Linked DNA regions of Mus musculus: region 1 is linked to region 2. The links are chromatin contacts, called in public HiChIP or PLAC-seq maps. All regions are on one chromosome and are shown on one strand. The core of a region is the stretch at or near the end of the contact, and the rest is flanking DNA. Distances in the headings are between cores, read along the strand shown.

The links. HiChIP or PLAC-seq counts read pairs in DNA pulled down with a chosen protein or histone mark.
Region 1: a contact with region 2 is called in an H3K27ac HiChIP or PLAC-seq map of embryonic stem cells, with 18 read pairs. The contact joins the promoter of Tmem245 here to the enhancer-like site in region 2. A contact is called at or near these places in 6 of 39 promoter capture datasets (the SN4741 cell line, frontonasal cranial neural crest, macrophages and 3 more), 3 of 15 datasets of contacts at CTCF or cohesin (CD8 T cells, the NIH/3T3 cell line and large pre-B cells), 8 of 484 Hi-C or Micro-C datasets (CD4 T cells, Sertoli cells, cerebral cortex and 3 more), 6 of 115 datasets of contacts at active chromatin or transcription factors (double positive thymocytes, embryonic stem cells and extraembryonic endoderm stem cells) and 4 of 9 other capture datasets (adipose tissue, embryonic stem cells, liver and 1 more).

The regions. Positions count from the first base shown.
Region 1 is chr4:56,944,618-56,949,753 of GRCm38.p6, forward strand. It overlaps Tmem245 (transmembrane protein 245), which reads right to left and starts at 2,812. Exons shown (of 18, transcript NM_001369260.1): 1 at 2,228-2,812. The coding sequence starts at 2,794.
Region 2 is chr4:56,905,151-56,910,901 of GRCm38.p6, forward strand. It overlaps Tmem245 (transmembrane protein 245), which reads right to left. Exons shown (of 18, transcript NM_001369260.1): 10 at 5,007-5,097; 11 at 1,065-1,163. Among named protein-coding and RNA genes, the nearest start is that of Gm22300, 5.6 kb to the right of the region's middle. Within about 2 kb of position 1,976, at least 6 of the 459 cell types and tissues checked have an H3K27ac peak or open chromatin away from gene starts, as enhancers often do. A contact at or near this core is called in embryonic stem cells and extraembryonic endoderm stem cells, where this site is marked.

The DNA of each region.
Region 1 (5,136 bases), core at 1,562-4,061, 40 kb after region 2:
TCACATTCACAAGTTGTCATAAAGCATTAGGGCCGATGCTTTGCATTAGGCAGCCCAGCTTGGGCTCACAAAACCAAACGCTGCGGCCTCGGAGATAGAAAACTTACGGTACGCCCCTGCCCGGTTACATGTAGCTTCAACCAGTGTCAGGTGCAGGCTAACACGCCTCACTTCATCCACGTCCGACCCCTATCGGCACTGGCAGAACTCAACTCTGACAGTTGTCTGTCGCCAGGTAAGCTCAACCTGCAGGCACCCAGCTCAGCTTAGTCCTCATGCTCTAATTCACTCATAACGGTCTCTTATAATGGGCTTGTTGTGCTTTGTAACTCCCTCCTCATCTCCCTTTCTCCCATCACTGTGACCAAACTACTGTATTAGGAGCCTTTTAGTAGTATTTATTGAAAGGCTATGGTGTAGATCAATGGTAAACTGTGTGATTGTCACATTTAATTCAACACGGGTAGATACAAACATGAAGACTGACTTCAGGAAAATGATACTAAACAGGTATATAGACTGAGCTTCACAGGTATTTTCCTAAGTGTGTAAGCCCTTCCACTCTCTCCCTGAGGGCCGAGGAGAAATGCCCTATTTCCTCCCATCCCTACTAATTTACCTCTGAGCTCCACCTCTTACTCTGGCTGGAAAGGATACTATTCACACAAGGCAAGCCTTGCCTTCTTCACTTCCTAGATTCAATGGATGACACCTGAATGGATGACAGCTGAAATGTTACAGAATCTGTAATCATGGCTGAATTTCTTGAGGACTTTTCTTATACACACATAATGGTCTTTTATTCGAGGAATTTAATCCACGTAAACTGACTTCTTCAACAACAAAAGGACACTGATTTTAGCTTCCTTTTTTTTTTCTGACTTTTTTTTGGAATTTCAACAATTTATTAGATGTATGAGTTTGCGTGAACTTGAGTTGCTTTTAGCTTCCTTTTTTAAAAACTATTTTTAAAGATTTATTTTTATTATTTTTATTTAAGGATAGGTAAGAAACATTCATGTGTATGCAGGTGCTTGGAGAAATCAGAAGAGGGTGCTGGGGCTCTTGAAGTTGGAAGTAGAGGAGACTTATCAGTGATGCAACATGGGGGCTAGGGGCAGAATTCAAGACATCTGGAAGAGCAGCAAGTGGAAAACCTCCGGGCCCCTGTATTTAACTTAAGAGTAAACAACAGGAGCGGAGCTACAGCTCAGTATCTACAGCACAAGCCCACTAACACTTGGGTTTGGTCCCCAGCACAAACAGATTTGACAGCCACAGATTTGACAGTAAGCTATTCATCTTTAAGGCGGTCACACTAACTGAACCTGTGGCCCACAACTGTGAGAAGTGTACACTTACCTCTGTGTATGTCTGTTCCATTAGGATATGCTAATTTATGAGGCTGAAGGTACAACTCAGTAGCACACATGACACCCCCAGCACCACCACCCCCGCAAAAGTACTCCTATACACCCCGAAGAAAAGTACCTGACAATGTCTTCAATCAACTTTAAACAAGAACCAAGAGATGACCTCATGATCCTGGGACCAATTAGCAATCTACCTTTGGCAAGTTTAAACCTGCTCTAGCAAAGAAAGGCAATTACTTTGTAACGTTAATAATCTCAGGGCATATTCACTTTTTCAGTAACAAAGTGAATAAAGGTGAAATAGTATGGGGTGTATACACGCTAGATCTCGCGCTGTCTAGGATCTCGCTATTCCAGCGTTGCATTCTTAGCCCCTGTGGTAGTTTACCAACCAACATTCTTAAGATTCTTAAGCATTAAATAACCACTTCACTTTAACCTTGCCCGATAAATATGTGAACTAACCAGCCTGCGACGTAGTCTGAGTCAGGAATTCGCCTCTAAGATTATCTTTGCGATTCCTTCCAATTCTGAAGTTCCTCGATTGACACCTGGTATCTCTCTCCTTTAACGCAGTCCATTGCTAACGTAGACCGGGTCGCAATGGCCCCCACATAAGTAATACAGTTCTCGAAAGCGCCCAGAGTCACACACAAACTAGGGTGAAAGAACTGAACTCAGCCAAAGGACCTTTTCCCTAGCGGAGGGCGGGTTTCAAATCACACCCGCCTCTCTGGAAGGAAGCGCGCCAAGTCCCTCGGCCGTGGGAAGGCGCTCACTGGAGGACCTTTGGCCGCCTTGTCGCGGCGTCCCGGGTCCCGCCAACCTCGCACGCACTCCCCCATCTCACTCACCCACAGGCTGCTGAAGTAGTCGAGGCCGCGGCAGATGAGCGCGCCCGCGTGCGCCAGCAGCACCTGCACGCCCAGGTAGCTGCCCAGGCAGTAGAGCCCATAGAGCAGCGGGCCGCCCGCTCCCAGCAGCAGCAACAGGCGGCGGCGGCGCAGCGCCTGCTCGCCCAGCGCCTCCACGCCGTAGTCGGCGAAGCAGAGCGGCAGCAGCAGCGCGGCCAGCACGATGGGCGTGTGCGCGCGGTGCAGGCGCCGCAGCCACAGGCGGCCCAGGCGCGTGAGCGAGCTCTTGAACGGGTGCAGGAAAGTGCCGCACAGCACGGCCCAGAGCAGCGGCCGCAGGAAGGCCTCGAGGATGAAGTACACGAGCACCGCGGCGCCGCAGCACAGGCACACGAACAGCACGGCGCCCGTGTTGTAGAAAGCCTGCTTGATGGGCTTATCGAAGCGCAGCGCCAGCGCCGCGGTACGCGGGGTCTCGCCCGGCCCGACCGTGCGCGGGGCCCGGGACTCTGGCCGGGGAGAGCCCCGCGGGCTGGGCGCCTCAGCAGGGCCGCCGCGGTCGGCCATCGCGCCTCTGCCTGGACCGAGGGGCGGGGCTGCGAGCGGGGGAGGAACGCGAGGCGGAGGAGGGCGGTGCAGCGAGGATTTGTGGGTTTTGTAGTTCCCAGCGTGCGGTGGAGCATGCGCCAGAACCTAAGGAAACTACAACTCCCAAGAGGCTGAACGCAAATGCCTCCGCCCTTGGGCCCAATGGTCCCACAGGGACCAGGTAACAAGTTTTGAGGGGGTCCAAGAAAATGGGGTTGGGAGCGGGGGCGGATACTTTAATTGATGTCAACTTTTCCGGAGACAGGATCTCAAAAGAGACTCAGAGATGGAAAACACAAGCTGTATGTCTAAAAACACTGATGCACAGACTTAGTTTAACTGATTTATTTAATAAATACTTATTTTTAATCGTGTGTATGTAACATGTGTGGGTGACCAAAGAAGCCAGAAGTGTCTAATCCCCACAGACAGAGTTACAGGAGGTTGTGAACAGCCTTATTTGGATGCTGGGAATAGACCTCAGGTCCTTTGGAAGAATAATACACACTCTTAAACACGTTTTAAAGTGTTCTCTTATGTATATGACAGGGTTTTAAGTAGCTATTGCCTGGTCTAGGTGCTTGGCTCCTACCAACTCATTTTATCTTTAGAACACCCCTACAGAGATGCTACTAGTCTTGTTTTGTAGAAAACAAGGGGCGCAGAGAAATTAAGTACCTGGCCTCGTACAGCTTCCAAGTAGGTGAAGCAGGTTAACACTGTGGACGCTTATTCTGTAGTTTTTCTGTCTATGCTAACTGAACTGAACAGGGGATCCTGTTAGGAGCCCTTTGATAGTATCTATTGAAAGGCTATGGGTGTAGATCAGTGGTAAACTGTGTGATTGTCCCATTTAATTCAACACGGGTAGATACAAACATGAAGACTGACTTCAGGAAAACGATATTAAAACGGTGTATATATACCGAGCTTCACACATGTCTTCCTAAGCGTGTAAGCCCTTCCACTCTCTCTCTGAGGGCCGCGGAGAAATGCCCTATTTCCTCCCATCCCTGCTAATTTACCTCTGAGCTCCACCTCTTCCTCCAGCTGGGTAGAATACTATTCACACAAGGCAAGCCTTGCCTTCCTCACTTCCTAGATTCCTAATGGATGACACCTGGGTTACAGCAGCAGCTGAAATGTTACAGACTCTGTAATCATGGCTGAATTTCTAGGGAACTTTTCTTATACTCACATGTAAAGTTCCTTAGAGAACCATAATGTGCTGTGACTATTAACCTTTTGTGCCTCATACAGATTTAGGAGCCTCAGTATGGGAGCAATCTAAATACCTCAGAATACCTATAGCAGAATGTTAAACAGCCACTCTTTGCTTTTAGTACCTGGGGGGTCAGGTCAGCAAAGCTCCCCACTGCAATGCTCTCTCTGGCAAGGGATAATGGAAATCAGAGTTCTTACTACAGGGTGCTTGTGGAAAAAGAACAAGCCCTGAGCAGTGCGGGGGTTCTTCCGCCCTAAGGAAAAAGTGTTGGGATCCAAGCCTGCTTCCTATAAAATACAGTGAAGAGGATTTTTATTTGGGAAAGAGACAGAAGGAAGAGATATAAGTGGAGAGAGGGAGGAAGGGAAAAAGAGAGAGCTGGCCTTTACATCTTTATGGAGTACGCAGTGTGGGAGGAGTCCACCATAAGAGATAGCTATTTCCTGTTCTCAGTAAACTTTCATATTACTTTCAGCGTGTCTTCTCTTTCTGTTCTAATATAAATATGGTAGTTTCCATATGAAGAAACATTGCTAACTATGTCCTGGATGTAAAAGGCGGGGGTGGGGAAGGAAAAGGAATTCCTTTCTCCTTTCCATCTTGCTCATAGGTCTGGGGTCTTTGAAGTCTCAGTCAGCAAATGTTTGTGTCAGTTGTATAAACATTTTACTGAGCTATGTAACTGCTTTGTTCAGACCCCCTGATATCACCATCGCAAATTATAGTCAGATTTGCTGTCAGTGCACATATTCATTGACTTGAGCTGCTCTTTATATAACAAGGCGTCACCTTCATAGCTAAAACCTTTTGGGAATGGGAGGTGCTTGACACGTGCTCAGAGCTGTGAGTCAGCACCGAACACCCATGCTACCCGGGGGCTCAAAGCTCAGAGTCCAGGGCCCAGCATAAGATGGGCAGTGCTTCTGACGTTCCATCCTTCAAACTTCTAATCCCTGTAAAGCCAAAGCAGAGTGCAGGAAGAGCTTAGAGAATCTGTGCCTTTTGTCACTCAAGCCAGTCACTTGTACCCAACAGCAAAGCCTCCTCCGTGGGTGGCTACTTCCGGTCTGGCTTCCTGTCTCCTAACAAAAAGGGC
Region 2 (5,751 bases), core at 726-3,225:
TTTCTCAAGTTTAGATCTATTTCTGTCTCCTCAAACAGAAAGGTTTTCAAAGTCTAGAATTCACTAGTTCCAAACAATAGCCACTAACCACAGGTGGCTACTGATCACTTAAAATATGGCTCACACTAAATCTGAGCTGTGCTGCTAGTGCAAATCACACTTGAAAGAGTTCAAAGACTTGGTTGTATACTGAATTTATTTTATAAAGTATATACTGAAATGACAGTGGAAAACCTGAATTAAATGAATATTATTAAAATTAATCTCATCCATTTTTAGTTAATATTCTTGTTTGTGTTTAGTTATTTAATGCAGCTACTAGAAAAATACCACCTACGTGGCTTGTAGAAGCTTGGAGTGTAACAGCTCAGTGACAGACCTTGTGCTTATTAACACACACGATGCCAGGCTCAATCCCCATCACCATGAGCAAACAGACGTGGCTTCTGTATGTGCACTGTACACAGCTACTGCAGAGGAAGATACTACATGATGAGCAAATGATGGAAGAGGATACCTCAGAGATTACGGGGCTTGCCAAAGAAACTAACCACCAATGGAAGCCGACACTAACAAAGGCTTAAGTTCTCACTGCTGGAATGGGAAGTGAAACTCTAAAGTTAACAAAGTCCTTGTCTTGGTTACGGTTTTATTGCTGTGAACAGACACCATGGCCAAGGCAAGTCTTATAAAGGATGACATTTAATTGGGGCTGGCTTACAGGGTCAGAGGTTCAGTCCATTATCATCAAGGTGGGAGCATGGCAGTATCCAGGCAGGCAGGCAAGGCACAGTCAGAGCTGAGAGAGAGTTCTACGTCTTCATCCAAAGGCTGCTAGTGGAAGACTGACTTCCAGGCAACTAGGGTGAGGATCTTATACCCACACCCACAGTGACACACCCATTCCAACCAGGTCACACCTATTCCAACAAGGCCACACCTCCAGATGGTGCCACTCCCTGGTCCAAGGATATACAAACCATCACAGTCCTATAGACCCAATCACCCGGTAAAGCACAATGCTATTACTAGTTACTATGGACACTTAATCTAAAAGAACTTACCTTAACAAACCAAGAGTGATACAGTCTGTCCCACAGTTCTAGAACTTGCTTTTCAATCACAGCCGTATTGTTCACCTTATCTCCTAGAATTTTGTGAAGCTAGAAGAAAAATACAGGTACAATCTGATTGATATTTTTAAGTAATTTAGTATGATCAATACATGCTGGGTCTTTGTTTTGTTTTTAAATGCCTCCATGTTCCAGTAAATTCTCCCATCTTCTCTCTCATCCTCCCTCCCACTTCTCTTCCTGGGTCTCAGGGTACAAGAGAACAAGACAAATGCAAACACACTTAATGACCTAGTTGGCCTTACCTGTCCAGTGGAAAGCCTTTCCAAAGCAAGTCTAGATAGAGCTTAAGTCTTGCATTACTCCAATTAAGGGTTGCCTTAAGACTCTTAAGTAAAATTTAGGACCTTACATACAAGCACAAATCTCTCCCTGAGTCTGCTGAGACAGGCAGGGCTGGCAGGACAGACTTCTGGGAACCTGACACAGCAGGCACAACTTACACTCAGTGTAGTGTCTCATCCTATTTCCTTATTAGAGACATTTGTAAAGCTCAGAGCAAAGAGCTCAGGAGGAGATCACTTACCTTGCTCAATCCCTAGCACAGGCCAAAAGGGGGGGGGGGGGCACTTAAGAGATTTTGATTTTTGTATGTATAAGTGTATGGGCATACATATGCACAAATGAGTGTCAAAACCAACGATGGACACCGCGTGTCTCCCTCAGTCATTTTCCACTTTACTTTTTGAGATAGAGTTTAAATTAACCTTGAGCTCACCAGATTCAACTAGACTGGCCAGTCAGCAGCCCAAAGATGTTACTGCCTCTATTTCTCAGCACTGGGATTGCAACACAGGGATTACCTGTGGCTGGCTTTTCTTTTGTTCATTTGTTTTGAGATAAGATCTTTCTCATTTGTAGTCCAGGCTGGCCTCCAACTCACAGAGCCCCACCTGCTTCTGCCTGTCCTGGGGTTAAAGATGTGGGCTGAGCTTCATTTACATAGGTGCTGGGGAACAAACGCAGGTCTTCAGGCTTGCAAGACAAACTGCCAAATACTTTACAAACTGAACCATCTCCCTAGTCTCAAAACAACTTTATTTTATTTTATTTTATTTTTTGGTTTTTCATGACAGGGTTTCTCTGTATAGCCCTGGCTGTCCTGGAACTCACTTTGTAGACCAGGCTGGTCTCGAACTCAGAAATCCACCTGCCTCTGCCTCCCGAGTGCTGGGATTAAAGGCGTGCACCACCACGCCAGGCTCTCAAGACAATTTTAAAAGACAAGCATTGGATTGTAGTTCCATTTTCTTAAAATAACTGCTTCCATTTTCCCATTTTTTTCTATAACTTCCTATCCATTCACAGAGATGAAATATAAAATCTGTGTTTTTTTAATCATAAGCATTTCTATCTCTAGTGTTTGTCACCATCTTACATTCAATGGTGTTGTGTTCATTTATTAAATTCACTGCACTTAGTCACTACTCACAGGAGGATATATAAACAGTCCCAATTTTTAAGGCAGTCAGCATCTTCACATATGGTTCACGATTCGTATCCCCAGTGTAAACTGAAGAGTCGTCAAGGCAAGTAATGGAGTGCTGTGCACTGGCCAACAACGCTCTAAGGAGTTGTGTAAGTACTGCTTTGGAGTACTGCACAGGACACCACTTTCCCCAAGGCAGTATGAACTAACTGAAAGCCTTAAAGATAATTCAGCAGGCTTTAAGTGGAAACCGTTATTTGTTCTTCATTCCTTTAATGATGAAAGGCTAATTCTCCAAACTGGTTGACAATATGCATTTAGGTACTTCTTTGCCCACATGATGTTGGCCTTATAAATACCTGAACCAGTTATATCTGGTACAAACCGCTTATAAAAGTGGTTTGCTCATAAGCTAGACACAAATTATTCATAATAAATATAAAAGCCAACTATCTCTGAAAAACATTTTATTTTTCAGGTTAAAATGTTGTGACATTTATCAGTATTTCTTCAAACTTACTACCTTAAAGGCCAACACTCAAAGGCTGTTCTATGACCTCCACACATACAGCCGCCTACCCACCTACACACATCTATACCCTCTATCCCCTTCACACAAGAAAGCACACATAGTCAATCACATACACCATTCACACACACGTCACACTTGAAATAAATTTACCACATCAGGCTGATCTATATAACAGCTAATGAACAACTGATGGCTAATATATACTCCCCTTCTGTCTTCTAAGTCAGAACCAAAAACATTTCCTGACTTTTGATCCCAATGTCCTCATTTTTTAGGCTCTTGAACAAGAGGTTACATAGTTATTTCTTTTCTGTAAGTAGCCTGAAATTTATTTTTTAATCTAAGATGTAAGGTGTAGTATTCACCAAAATTCCTTTTATCTTCTTACCTAAAAGGCAAGAATGTCAGAATAAAAATTTCTCCAATAAATAAATCTGAATAAAATGCTATGGCTTTATCAAAATAACACATTTATAGAAAGCTGCAAGCTCTTTGCAGAAGCTGACTCTTCCTCCCACGACAGTTCAAAGATCTATACACACATACTTATCTCTTGCTTGTTCAATTTTTTTCCAATATCATCATGTGCCAATTGATCAAGCGTCTTGGACAGACATAATAAACCTGAAAGACAAACCTCTCAACTCTTAGTGAGTTCTTTTTCATAACTTGGGGTGTTACTTTTTTGCGTTTGTTTTTCGAGACAGGGTTTCTCTGTGTAGCCCTGGCTGTCCTGAAACTCACTCTGTAGACCAGGCTGGCCTCGAACTCAGAAATCCGCCTGCCTCTGCCTCCCGAGTGCTGGGATTAAAGGCCAACACTGCCTGGCTATTTTATTGTTTTTGAAGATTTGTTTTATTGTATGAGTGTTTGGTGCTTGCAGAGGACAGAAGGTGCCAAATCTTCTGAAACTAGAGTTACAGAAGGCCGTAAGTCGGTGTGCAGGGGCTGGGAGCCTAACCCAGTCCTCTGCATGAGCAGGGCGTGCCTATCTCACGCTACCTCTCCAACCCCCTTTTTTTTGAATTTTAAAAAAGAACTTAATTGCTTGTACAATTTTGGGGGTACACATTTCAGAGCCTTCAATCTTGTCAATCCTAACTACTTAGTCATATTAAGGCTGAAAATTAACTATATGCTCTGGGCAATATTAGGGGAGGGATACGTCCCAACTCCAGACAGAGAAAGTTATTCTTTAAGTCCAACAACTGTGTCTTCCCTCTCACTCTCTCCCTTCCCAAGGCCCCACCCCTTTAGTCAAGTTCATCTCAAGCACGAGCACCCTCGTGCCTCTGGATCTTCACTCCACAGGTAACTGTTTAGAGCTACACTCTTCCTTGGTCTGCCAGTCCTCCTAGGGTTATTCTCAAGCACCACCCTAAAGCACAGCCAGAAACAGCCAGAAAGCTACATCAGAAAGAAACAAGGATGTAAAGTTAGTCACCAGTGTGAGGCAAATTCATCACACGGCCATCTGGATCTGCTGAGCCTGCTAAGCCTGTTTTCTCACCTGGAAGTGATAAAACACCTCACAGTGCAACGGGGAACTTGGGCTGTTAAATGAACCTGGAAACTGCCAGGCACAGTAAGCAGCAGATACAGGGCTCTGTGTGTTCGCACAATTTCTTTTTCCTCCACATGGTCTTATTTGACCAGTTAGGTTCTGTGATCATTCTATCCTAATGCACAAATAACTCAGAAAGCAAGCAAGCAGTCAACCTCTCTAGACTGTCCAGTGCACTGGCACTGTTCCGTGTTACGTTCTGAGAGTTTGCTCCACTTTATGGCACTTGCCTATCTATAGATGTAAATGTATTTCAAAAACAGAATCTCTGCATATCTTCTATCAAAGGAAGAAGTTGCTCCTGTGAAAATCCTGCAGAGAAAGGCACAAGAAAGGCTCATTTCTTACCTTGTGAGTTATCCATTCCCGTCCATACTGGTACACATTGTTTGCTGCTGAATTAAGAGCTCTTTGGACCACCTGAGCCTCAGGAAGCCAACTGACAGAAAAGAGAAAAAGAGAAAATGGAAAGAGTCCATTTTCAGTATCTTCTTCTAACAAGGCTTTGAACTAAAGCTACCAACAATGAATTATTGACGGATCACTAACACGGAGAACATCTGATGCCAGGCCTGAAGATCCTGACCTTGACTCAGAGGCTCTGCACTCTACTCTCCCTGACAGCCTCTTTTCCATCCTCTTCTGTCCGTTTCTCTGGTCACACGTGTCCTAGCTCACCTGCCCAGTCAGCAGAGAGGACATGATTCCGGAGCACTGAGACACTCAATATCCAACAAGATTCCCAAGTATGGGTCATGGACAACCAGCTCCCAACCTTCCCGGGAGCCCATTAAGAAATGAAAATGCTTGAGCCCAGTTCCAGACCTACTGAAAGATAAATGTGTACCCTAAGAGACCCTGCAGATGTCCGAGATCCATACATCTACGGAAATGTGGAACCAAAGAATCCAGGAATTAAAAGGATGAGCTAATTATTTTCAATCTTCCATCCACCCATCTCTTCATGTGGAGTCTCTTCACAAAGGTCCAGACATACTGAAAACTGTAGTTTTCAAGTTTCATTTGTTCTACAGTAAGAAGTCTCCCCTACACCTCAACCAAGAAGCCTTTTCATCTACATAATGCTTTCCAA